Regions from separate parts of the Sus scrofa genome. Here region 1 is linked to region 2. Evidence: chromatin contacts called from public HiChIP or PLAC-seq data. All regions are on one chromosome and are shown on one strand. The core of a region is the stretch at or near the end of the contact, and the rest is flanking DNA. Distances in the headings are between cores, read along the strand shown.

What was found. HiChIP or PLAC-seq counts read pairs in DNA pulled down with a chosen protein or histone mark.
Region 1: an H3K27ac HiChIP or PLAC-seq map of alveolar macrophages shows a contact between it and region 2. The contact joins the promoter of IKZF1 here to the enhancer-like site in region 2. A contact is called at or near these places in 7 of 47 Hi-C or Micro-C datasets (alveolar macrophages, blood, embryonic fibroblasts and 2 more) and 1 of 2 datasets of contacts at active chromatin or transcription factors (alveolar macrophages).

What each region holds. Positions count from the first base shown.
Region 1 is chr9:136,370,208-136,376,121 of Sscrofa11.1, reverse strand. IKZF1 (DNA-binding protein Ikaros) reads right to left here and starts at 3,920. Exons shown (of 9, transcript XM_021063913.1): 1 at 3,855-3,920.
Region 2 is chr9:136,287,779-136,293,302 of Sscrofa11.1, reverse strand. No RefSeq gene overlaps it. Among named protein-coding and RNA genes, the nearest start is that of IKZF1, 82 kb to the left of the region's middle. Within about 2 kb of position 1,567, at least 23 of the 83 cell types and tissues checked have an H3K27ac peak or open chromatin away from gene starts, as enhancers often do. A contact at or near this core is called in alveolar macrophages and skeletal muscle, where this site is marked.

The DNA.
Region 1 (5,914 bases), core at 2,671-5,170, 80 kb before region 2:
AGGCAGCTGCAAGGAACACCAGCAGGCCCGGGGCTCCTAGGAAGCCAGTGCGACTGCCTGGCCTGGGGTCTGGGGGTCGGGGGGTGCCCTCGGCCCTGCTGAACCTCATTCCCAGCTTCCCCTGGTCTGGACTTCAAATGTGTGTGTGTGTGTGTGTGTGTGTGTGTGTGTGTGTGTGTGTGTGTGTGTGTGTGATGCCTATGATCCGAAACAGCCTGCCCGAGGTTGAGATCACTCGTGTGCCAGTGCCTGTCCTGAGCCAAAGCAGAGGGACCTGTCCTGAGGTGCACACCGCTCTGCGGGCCCCCCCTCATCAGCCTCCAAGGATGGGGCGCTTGCTGCTTGTACATCTCACGTTTTCTCCCATGAAAGGACCCGTGGTCCACAGACATCTACACATACAAATGCACTGAACCAGACAAGGACCAGGTAACCATCAGGGCAGGAGGGGCAGCGTCTCACAGCGGCAAGCAAGAGTCCCAGTGCCCAGAAATGGCAAGAGCAAGGGCTGCGAACTGGAGCCAGGACATGCCTCTCCATTCACAAGAGGCAAGAGAAGCCCTACTTACTTCATGGTGACATTACTCCATACTTACAAAGATGAGAGGAGGGAAGAGAAAACACAAATGCCACTAAACACTGCTCCCCTGATGAATTCTGGGGTAACTGCAAGCGCCCTAGGCAGACCCCGAAAGTACTAATATCATTTATGCTTAAACTCACCATTCCAAGTGGGAAAATCTGTCTTGTTTGAGTAAAAGGTAAAAAACCAACCCACCCACCCACCCCAAAGGCGAGGCTTCATTACCCAGGTCAGGTGTGTCTGATGCTAACCCCCCCCGCCCCCTCCCCCCATCTCTCCTCACACTGCATGTGCTCTGAGTGTGTCGTGCCTGCATGCGTGCACATGGTCACAGAACGCCTTTCTTTCCTGCCTCTATTAATACACACGTAACCTTGAAGGGTCCACATAACCGGCGTGTGGGTGGGGTGGCAGCGTGTTGCGGCGTGGCATGTAGAAGACTGCGTAGACACATCGCAGACGTCTGACACCTGTCCTGATGGGACCTACTCCACTGGCCAAGCGGGAAACGCACCAAACGCAAAAGCCAAGGGGAGGAAGACCTCCCCGCCAATGACCCACCATTCTCCGTCTCCCATGAGGAAGGAGCCGTGGCTCCCAGCACGACGGGAGGCAGGCCTCTTGGCCAGGAAATTGGCTGCGATCCTCATTCTCAACAGGGGAAATGGCTGCAGGACACCTCGGGTACCTTCTCTCAGGAGATCTCAAACTTCTCAAAAGACCCGAACGTCTCACACACACACACACACACACACACACACACTGTTATTTACAGACCTGGGGGCTCATTCCCTGAGATCATGATTAGGTGCTATTATTGCTACGATGCTGCGTAGTTTTCCAAGATGTAGCATTTTAATTAAAATACTGATGAATTAAAGACACCCAAAGGAGTTTCTAAAACTGCCTTCAACTCTCTTCCTGAAACAGGAGAGAAGAAAACCAGACCATCTAACTCAGTCACACGTTTCTGGTCTTAAGCTTTAGCAGACTTTGAGACCAGGAAGCCACTGTTGTTTTTTTTTTTTTTTTTTTTTTTTTTTTCTCATTGTAAAAAAGGTATAAACACATATGTTCATGGTAAGTTTTGAAACCAGAGACATACCATCAATCCCAAATTATATAGGATTTTTTGACATGTGACATCATTATTTGTATCTGTGCCTACAGATTATTTGTAACATATTTTGTATATTCCAGGCTAAAAGCAAGTGACCTTCCTGTCAGAGATATTTGTGACAGTTTAAATAGTAAGCCACATCCCAAATATTCTAATTTGTCACAGAAACAGTTCCAACACACCTAATAAGAATAATACTTGAATTGTTACATAAAAAATCCCACATAAAATCAGTCCAAAGAACCTCACTCAACTAACATCTTCAGACAAAGAAATGAATTCAAGAGGCTCAAACCGTTTCCTGCAGGTTTCACTCTTCCCCTAACTCATAACCAAAGCGAACCATCCTTAAAATCATTTAAATTTCCACCAAAGTTTAAATATTATGTATATCAAATATTTTCCACTTGCTTTTTTTTTTTTTCACTTTGAATAGAAGTTGATCTAACTGGTAAGGAGATTCTTCTTCAATATCAATTTAAACCCCTTTCCGGATTTTAAAACAAGGTACCTCAAAGCTGGCATATGCCGTGGGGGATTAAGGTGGGGAATTTTGAACGTGGAGCTCAGGGAGGCACATGGCTTTGAAATTCACTTCCCAGGGCTGCAGTCCAGAGAGAATGGAAACTGCATGTGAAAGCTCTGCCTGATGAGACCCGGGCGCGCGGGGACCCTTTCTGCTCCCCAGATGCCACACGTCGTGCCTCCACACGAGACGAAAAAACAATCACACCTCCACGAGAGCTCTCGGGAAGCACCAAAGACCCTTGACCAATTTTCAAACACATTTCAAATACAGTCGCAAGTAACCTCACTCCTTTTCACAGAGGGGTTTCGTAACCTGAGAGCCAAAACTGCGGTCAGCAAAAGTCCTACCAACTTCTCAAACCGGGATAATTCCTATTTTGCAGAAAGCAAGTTCGGACTCGATCTAATTATTTTCCAGTATAAGCAAAACGCTCTCACGTCAAAAGTAAGACAAGCCAGCTCTGTATGAATGACTTTACAAAGGCTGACTTCCGTGATCTCACTATATAAGCGCATATCGATTTAAACAGGACCAACAGCTACAACGTCCTCTGCACAGAGGCAGCCGGACAGCTCAGAAGTGCCCCGCGGCCGGCCTGGTCCTGCACCTGTGGGCACAGCGCGACGTGGCCCAGGCTTTGGCAAGTCCACGCTATCTCTGTCCCCAGAAAGGAGAGGCTGATCCGAGCGAAATCAGGAGTTACAAATTGGACCGTCCCGTCTTTTGCTTTCTTTCCCCTTCTCTCTCTTTCTTTGAATCCAAGTTTTCCGATGGAAATTCAATTTGAAAACACTCACGTGGATTTGTGCCTCGCACTTTGAGGGGGGTCCAAGATTGATCCTCGGGCGCGAAGAACACCCTCTGAGCCTGGCTCGCCGGTCGGCCGCCTTGCCGCGGCCAAGCGTCCGGCCCGGGCTCGGCTGCGCTCCGCCGGGACCCAGGGACCTTCGCCGCAGTGGCCGCCCTGGGCGCGGGCCGCGCAGGCACTTGTTAGAGCGCCCGGCTAACTCGGCCGCCCAGCTCTTCCCAGCTTTCTTTCACAATGACTTCCTGAAGTTGCTCACTCGCATTGTTCCCCATTTCTCCGCCGCGCTCCCCACCCCCCGCCCGCTGCGCCCAGCCGGCGCTTTCGCACTCGCAGCCGGCGGCCGTCCCGCGCGCACAGCGCCGCCCACGGGCCGCGCACCTGGGTCCCCGCGCCGCGCCCCCGCGGCCAGCGCTCCGCCACCTGCGGCCGCCCGCCCCGAGCGCCGGGGACCCGAGCGCGCGCCCGCCGCCCGCGCTGCGCAAAGTTTGGGGCTGCGCGCCACGCGGGTCCCGGCGCCACCTGCTCCGCCGCCGCGTCGCCCGGCGCACACGCTCCAGCCCGCGGCGGGCTCGCCGCTCCCAGCGCCTGGCGGGACCAGCGCGGGGCTTGGACAGGGACTGGGGCCGGGCGGGGACTCGGAGCGGGGCTTGGAGAGGGACGGAGAGCGAGGCGCGCCGCCCCCGCCGCCGGTCGCCCGCTCGCGCCGCGGCGTCCCGACCGCAACTCCGGGGCCGCGCGCACAAACTTTGCCGCCACGCGGGGCTGGACCCCGGCCCCCGCGGGCCCCCGGGACGGCGGCGGGCGCGGGCCGTACCTGCTGGCGCCGCTGCCGGCTGCAGCCCGCTCCCCCGCGCCGGGCCCGCAGGGCGCGCCGCCGCCACCCCCGCGCGCAGCGCGCCCCGGCCCTCCCCTCCCCGCCGCGCTTCCTCATTCCAGCGCCGCATCGCGCCCGCGGCTCCGCGCGGCCACTGGTGGCCGGCGCTCAGGCGTCCCGGGCCGGGCGGTGGATCTGCCACCGCGCAGCGGGACCTGCGCTTAACCCTTGGCGGCCCGGCGCGGACCACGCTTGCGAGGCCGCCGGAACGGCGGCGCACTCCCGGGGACCCTCAACCCTGTGTCCCGGGCCGCTCGACGGGGCACCCGTCGGGCGGACTCAGGGTCCTGTGAAGCACTTTCCCCAGCGTCTAGGGACGTCCTCCGCCCTCCAGGCCTCGCTTCCTTCGAACTGGGACCACCAGGCTCCCAGATCCTGGCTGAGACCCCGGATTACGAGTGCCCAGCCGAGAGGGGTGGGAAAAGTTGATCCTCCGCAAGTGAGGGGAAGGTACAGTTCACTTCCCAGACAGCCAATGGAATACCTCCCGTCTCTTCCCTCCCACCTGCTCCGGCAGAAGTTGGGATCGCGCCTTCCCTCTCGGCCCAGGCGCGCACGCGGGTGGAAAGGGCGGCGGCGGCGGCACGCCGGGCAAACCTGCAGCCCCGCGCCAGGCTCTTTGCGCCTCAGCCTCTCCCTCCGTGAGGCCCGAAGCGCGAGTGGAAGGCGCTGTGGATGAATTCAAAGGGCAGGGCGGCCTCTGACAGCGCACCTCTTCGCGCTCCGCCAGGAATCCATCACTGTGATTAAGCGGGCCCCACCCGAGCAGGAGCCGGCGACAGTGTTCAATAGGAGCAGAAGAGCAAGAGTCAGGAATTCTACAGATTCGTCCTGAGCCCCCGCAGGCGACAGAGGAGGGACTGAGTTGCAGGAGGCAAAGCCCTTGCTCTTCAAGTCTTGCACCAGGCGCAGGGAGGGCGCAGACATATGCCTCCGCGCCCCTCTGAGCAGGACAGACCCGATTGTGCTGGGAAGAGTGAGGAAGGGCGCTGGGGACCTCGAGGGGGGAGGCAGTTCAGGTCTTTCGAGGGGAGAGAAGTGTCTGCTGGGGAGAAGGGACAGGCAGCTGGGTGTGGCCAGGAAAGGCTGTGGCCTAAGGAGGAGACTGGTGGCAGGACCAGTACCCCGTCGACAGGCTGCTCCTCTGCCATTCCTGGGAAAAGTCTCTTCTCCGCTCCATGAGCTACAAACAGCACCTGCCAAATTCTTCCTGGGCCACTGAAGCCAGTGGCTACCATGCGTCCTGAAAGTCTGTGGGCGCCACTTAACTCCCTGCTTAAAGCCCAGAGGAGGCAGGTCTAGTAAAAGGATCATCATGGACTCAACTCCCAGTCCTTCCCTCACCTGTGACCTGGGCCACGTTATGGAACCTCTCTGAACCCCCATCATCTTTATCTGCAAAAGGAGTGAGTGCCACTTCACCCTAAAGATGGTCAAGGCTAAATGAGGCAGTGAACACAGGGCACAAGGCCCAAAGGGAGGCTGACAGCCAGGGTCACAGCACACCTCGAATACTTGGAAGAATGCCGCACCCTCAGCCCCAAAGGCTTGGCTCTTTCAATGTGGTGCATGGGCCCCAGGAGTGTGAGTCCAGGACTCCGACGACCTCATCCAGCCAAGGCAAAGCCTCCTGGGGCAGAAGAGCATGAGGCCAGGAGCCCAAACCATTTGGGCTGTGTGGTCTTGATTTCCGAGATGCTTAACCTCTCTATGCCTCAGTTTCCCCATCTATAAATCGATGGTAATGATAAAAGTTACCTTACACGATTGTTGGTGGATAAAGTAGATCCCATGTGGAAGCTCTTGCGGTATGCCTAGCAGAGCAGAGGGCTCAGTGAGTAGTGATTATTATTTAGTATTAATCACACTATGATTAACCCAGCCTCTTATTGAGACGGGGAGCAAGCTGAGAAGAAGTAGGCTCATGTCCTGCTCCAAACAGATGGGGCAGAAGGAACTCCTTTTGTAACCTGGGTCTGCGGACAGACTCTATGGGGCCA
Region 2 (5,524 bases), core at 318-2,817:
GCTGGCAGGGACATGTTCTGGAAAACTGGGCAACCAGAAGTGGTCCCTGAGGATCCAGGAACCAGGGTTGCCTCCTCCTCCGGTGAGGTCCTGAAACACCCCTGAACCACCCTCTGCACCTCCAGCTCCTCCTCCCGAATCCATGCTCTGCTTTTGGGTCCAAATCGCACTTCTTCCTCCCTTGTCTGAGCCCTGCCGGGAAGCTCCTTGGGGCTGAACCTGCAGAGTCAGGATGGAGCCTCAAACCGGAAGTAGAGCTGTGAGTCGGGGGAGCTGCTGCGTGTCCCCCCACTTCCCACCTGCACCTGGGACCTGCAGAGCCACACCTGGTCCCCGTGCACATGGTCAGCCCTGGACCACGGGCTCCCGGGGGTGCAAACGCCACCTTGGCCTCAGACCCCCACAGGGACGTCTTGCTCCTCACTCCTGCTCCAGGAATTGAATCTGTCACTGGGTGAAGGGACCCTGAGCGGTGAAGGGACATTGATTCCTCAATCCTGCCCGGCAGACCTCATCCACATGAGCCGAATTCTCGAGTTTTTGCTGGCACGGATCGTGGTTGCAGTTTTGGAAATTAAGCGATGCACCTTTCTATCGCTTCATTATAACCTGGAACGAGGGCCCGGGGAGCTCAGCGCCAGTGTTGAAAGTTACAAGGCTGTGGAGGACGAGGGGCTGGCATGATGGGTGTTGACGGACCCGCTGTTCTGTGCCAGCCTCTGTGCCATGCTGCCCTGGAGGTGGCAGGCTCCTCAGCTTCTCAGGCGGCAGGTGAGGACCGAGGAAGTCCGACACCCCCAACCCAGGCCACGTGCGGGGGCAGGTCTCTGGGGTGATTCTCCTCCGCTCGGCCCGTCCCATGCTCTGGGGGAGAACATAGCAGAGCACAGCGGCGGTGCCTGCTGTTCAGACACCCGGGGAAGCCCGGCCAGCAGCGCCTGAGCCTGGACCGTGGCTGGAAAAACACTCTGACAAGTACAGTAGCCACCTGACCACGTGACAGCTCTCTCTCTCTCTCCAAACGTGAGCTTTCCCTCGCGGCCTCCACTCAGGCAGCTGACCTGCCAGCCTGTGCTTCCGGTTCTTCTTTCGCTGCACCACGATCCCCCTGCCTGGGTCTCCGTCAGGCCTCCGTGGGTCTGCCTTCAGCCGCCTCCAGAGACAGGAGGCGGGCAGGTCGTCCCCCTCCCAGCCCAGGCAATGAAAGGGCCTTGCGTTGATGGAGTGGCTGCTCGGAGCCAGGCAAGCGGATAATTTTGTAATTTCACCTGCCAAGCTTAGTACTGCTCCCTTTTACAGATGGGGAGACTGAGGCCACATCCCAGGGAGCCGTCTCCTGAGAGGTCCCCCAGCCCTGGGCTCTGCCCTCTGGCTCCTGCCCTTCCCCCTCCAAGGCCCTGTGGGTGTGAGCGACACACAAGGTTTGGTGCTGGAAAGAGGGATGGGAACACGGTCCGTGAGAAGGGCCTGGGAGTGCCCCAGATGCCTGGTGCAGAGAAGGTGCCCAGTGGAGGCGGCCCCTCCCTCCAGGCCTGGGCTTAGTGCCAAGGTTTGTTTGAAGCATCACCCAGCGCCGAGCGCCAGGCGCTATGTGACAGAAGGGCAGAGACAGTACAAATGTTGGTTGTGTGTTGGGGGCAGGAGTGCTAAGTGTGCCTGGGCTCCGAGAGGCCGGGGAGCGGGAAGGGGGAGGGGGGAAGGGCACATGTGGAAAAGCCAAGAATAGCAGCCAGCCCGCGCTCCAGCGGGGAGGAGACCTGATCCCACCGCGCCGAGCAGAGGCTGCTGGGAGGAAGCGGAGGCAGCTGCTGGAGCCCAGGGGCTCTCCAGCACCCGGCAGTTCCTCTCGTGTAGAAGCCAAGGTACGGATGTGGTTTCCAACTCTCTGGAGGCCCCTGAAGACATGCATCCTGGCCGCATGCGTGCTTGATTTAGAGATAAGCACCGGTCTGGACCCAGCGAGGGAGGGAGGGCGGCCTCGCCCAGAACCCTGATCTCCCTGTCGCCGGGCAGTTTCCTCCAGTGACCCCGGCTGCCTGGGCCCGTCCCTTCCCTGCCCTCCATCCACTGCCCGCATCATGCTGCTGCTTCCAGCCTGGCCTGGATGGAGCCCCTGCCCGCTGAGCCCTGATGGCCCGAGTCTGTGTAATGGCTACAGCCAGGCCCTCCGCCTCTCCATGCTCTGGGAGGTCTTAGGACTGGAAGAATGTGGCAGGAGGTACACCTGAGGCACCCGCCTGCCTCTGTCCTTTTTTTTGGTGCCCCTGCATCCCCCTGCTCACGGCTGGCTCATCCCTGCACCCCGGTCCGGCCGGTCGGCTCCCCTTCAAAGGGCACAGAGTTCCACCTGCTCCGGCCTGGGACTCCACCAAAGCCTCCGCCCAGCCTCGCCTCCGGCTCCTCTGCGCTCCCCCGGTCATGTTTTCTCCTTTTATCGGGCTCATCTCCTCGTGCACCTGCCTTCCTCACCCAACATCTTGTGGCCTCACAGACAGAGCCGTGTCCTGCTGAGCTTGTCACCTCTGCACATCTCCCACGGGCCCCTGTAAATTAGACATCTCACACCCCCGTTGCCCACCTCCCCTCCCTCATGCTGACCAAGACCACAAACGTGAAAGGGCAAGCTCCAGTGTGAGCTGTGGCCTACGACACAGGACCAAGGACAGGGCAGTGGAGGGCAAGCCTAGGACAGCAGGGACAAAGGAAGGCGGGGGCAGGCCCTGCTGACTGCCGGCCATGGGGATCTACCCTGGGACAGCAGGCTGCCTCACTGGCCTGGGCTCAGCGTTCCCCAGCCTGGGAGGTGACCCTGGGCCCAGGGAGGGTGGGGACAGGCCTCACCGTCACTTGGAGACCAGAACACATGTGGGGGAGCAGACACCTCCCAGGGCCCGTGGGTTTCATGCTAAGCTGCAGGTGCCTCTGGATCGGGTCTGGCACACACCTGGCTGACGTCACGTCTCTCCTTCACAGAGGCTGCATTTGGCCACATCAGCCCCAAAGCAAAGACACCTGCCAGCGAGTGCATTGGAGGAGGCAGGTGGCGGCAGTGATCCAGCCCCATCCCCGCAGCAGCTGCCCCTTCCATCCCAGGGGCTGCGCACCTGTCAGGTTATTACTGCGGCAGCACGGAGACCCCACCTCGTGACGTCAGGCTGTTAGTGCAGGACTTCTGCTGAGTCACTGGGGCACGTCGTCAGCATCAAGCCCAGGGTTTGCCACTTGCTCGGGATGTAGTGATGCTTATCGCGTGAATAAATGAAAGAAAGCATGCAGGAGTGGCGTCTCTCCACCACGGTCACACTTCTGACCGTATCAGCCGGGAGTGTGCCCAGCGAAGCGGTGACGGCAGGACAGGTGACATGTGGTGGGAACAGCACCTGGAGACCTCTGCTTCTTCGTCCCGTGCCTGTTTGGGACCTTGTGCCTCGTTGTCATGCACACGGAAGCTGTGCGAGCACCATGGCGCATTTCTTCAATTCTAGTTCTCCTTAATCAGATATCATCATTTGTGAGTGTAATTTTCTTTTATAAATATGAACACAAGTCATGTTTTAATACTGTGAGAGAGAGATTTAATACTACGAAACAGATTTTCCTGTTAAAAACAATTAAGTGATTTCAGTTCCAAAACACATTCATAGTACCTAAAAAAAAAACAAATAGAGAAATTCTGAAAAACTACCTTCAGCGATCAACAGCCTTCTCGCGATCGTCTGCCGCCTTTACAATCTGTTTTTTCCCACCCACAACCTCACTCCGCTCCGCTCCGCCCGTCATGTGGGTTCTGTCCTCCTCATTTCACCAAGAAGATGCTACGAACGCTCAAAACCTAAGCTGCAAGGTCACAGTTATGAGCACACGGGCACATTCTTTCTGATGACACAAAATGGGAGGTCCCAAGCCACCTCAGGGGCAAAGGGATGGATGCCCAGGAAGGAAAATGAGAAACGGAAGAGTCAGGAGGTGACCCTGTGGCCGTGGGCAGCTGGCATCTAGCCAACTCCAGGGCTGCCATGTCCACACTATACAGTTGTGACCCTGGGAGACCAACTGACGCCCTGGAACCATCAGGAGTAACAATTCCATCCCTTCGCATCTGCTCAATAACTTCGGCTCATCTGATCCTCACTTAGGAGGAAGGAAGGTCAGGCACCTCTGACCTTTTAAAGAGGGGAAACGGAGGCCCGAGGCTGGCCCCGCCCACCCGTGGGAGCGGCGGGAAGAGGCGGGGGCCTGCGGAGAGAGTCTCCGCCCGGTGCTTCCCGGCCGAGGCCCCGCGCCTTCCAGTTCTCAGGCTCCGGCGTGGGAGTGGTCTTGAGCAAGAGGGTTTGGATGGGGCACGTTGCACAAGGGCAGCGGGGTGAAGCCACCGAGCGTCCTCCGGGCCTGCGCTGGGGACACAGTTATTGCACAGCCGAGGCCGGCCTGATAAGGAGAGATTTGCGAAGCTTCCCCGGTCGGTTTGCACACACTCGCGTTCGACCCAGTGAAGTCACTCCCTGGTGAGAGAGGAGTGAAAAGGCCCGGACCGCACCTGCTGCCTCGGCGATGGCGAGTGTGGTGCAAAGCCCAGCGGCCGGTCGGGAACGTTCCCTGTGGTCAGCGGCAGGGACGCCGACGTTAGACCACGTGGTCTGAGGGCACAGAGCCCCCGGCCCCGCCCCACCGTGTTTTCTGGGACTTTGGGCAAAGTAACTTCACCGCTCTGCGTGTTGGTTTCCACCCGTGGAAAGGCGTTATCCAGACGGCGTTTATTTCACGGGGCGCCCTGGAAGAGAAGCAGGGCGACACCTGCCCAGAGCAAGAGCCGAGGCAGAACCCGCTGGGATGCTCTCCCCGCCGGAGCTGCTGGAACCCGGGCGGGGTGTGGAGGCTCCACAAGGGGAGACGAGGCCTCTGGAGCAACCTCTACCGCTCTCTCTGCAGAATCATTTCCCGCCGCCTTGAGGTCCAGTGTGATTGATGGAAGGATTTCGGGGCGCGCCGCAGCGGAATGACTCACCTCCCATCCCAGGCCTCGTCTCCATCTGAGCAAGCGCAGGTCGAGGCCGGTCTGGAGTCCCCTTCACCTCCCACCTCCCCGCAGAAGGGTCTGTTTAGGGTCAGTGGGGGGAGGAGAGGGGGGACAGGAGGGACACAGCTGAGTTACGCTCCTACGGGCCACCGAAGGAGAACATCCAGCTAGTGGACTCCGGCCAGGGCCAGGGCGGGGAGTCAAAGGGAGAGGCCGTGGGGTCCCCCAGGGTCCACCGACCTGCAAACCCCAGCCAGACACGCAGCCCCGGAGCCCACAGGTGGCGGTGACCTTCCTGGCAAAGAGGCTACATGGTCAAGGCTGTGTGAGCCTTAAGGCCGCTTTGCCGGCCTGTCCTGTCCTCACAGAAACCGGGTAAAGCTGCAGTCAGTTACTGTCAGTCTGCGCAATAAAGAGGCACAAAGTCTGGGTCTCCCCATTTTTCCCAGCAGGCCCCTGTGAATGCGCCGGTCACCACGGGGGTCTTTCGCCCCAGTGGGATCCCAC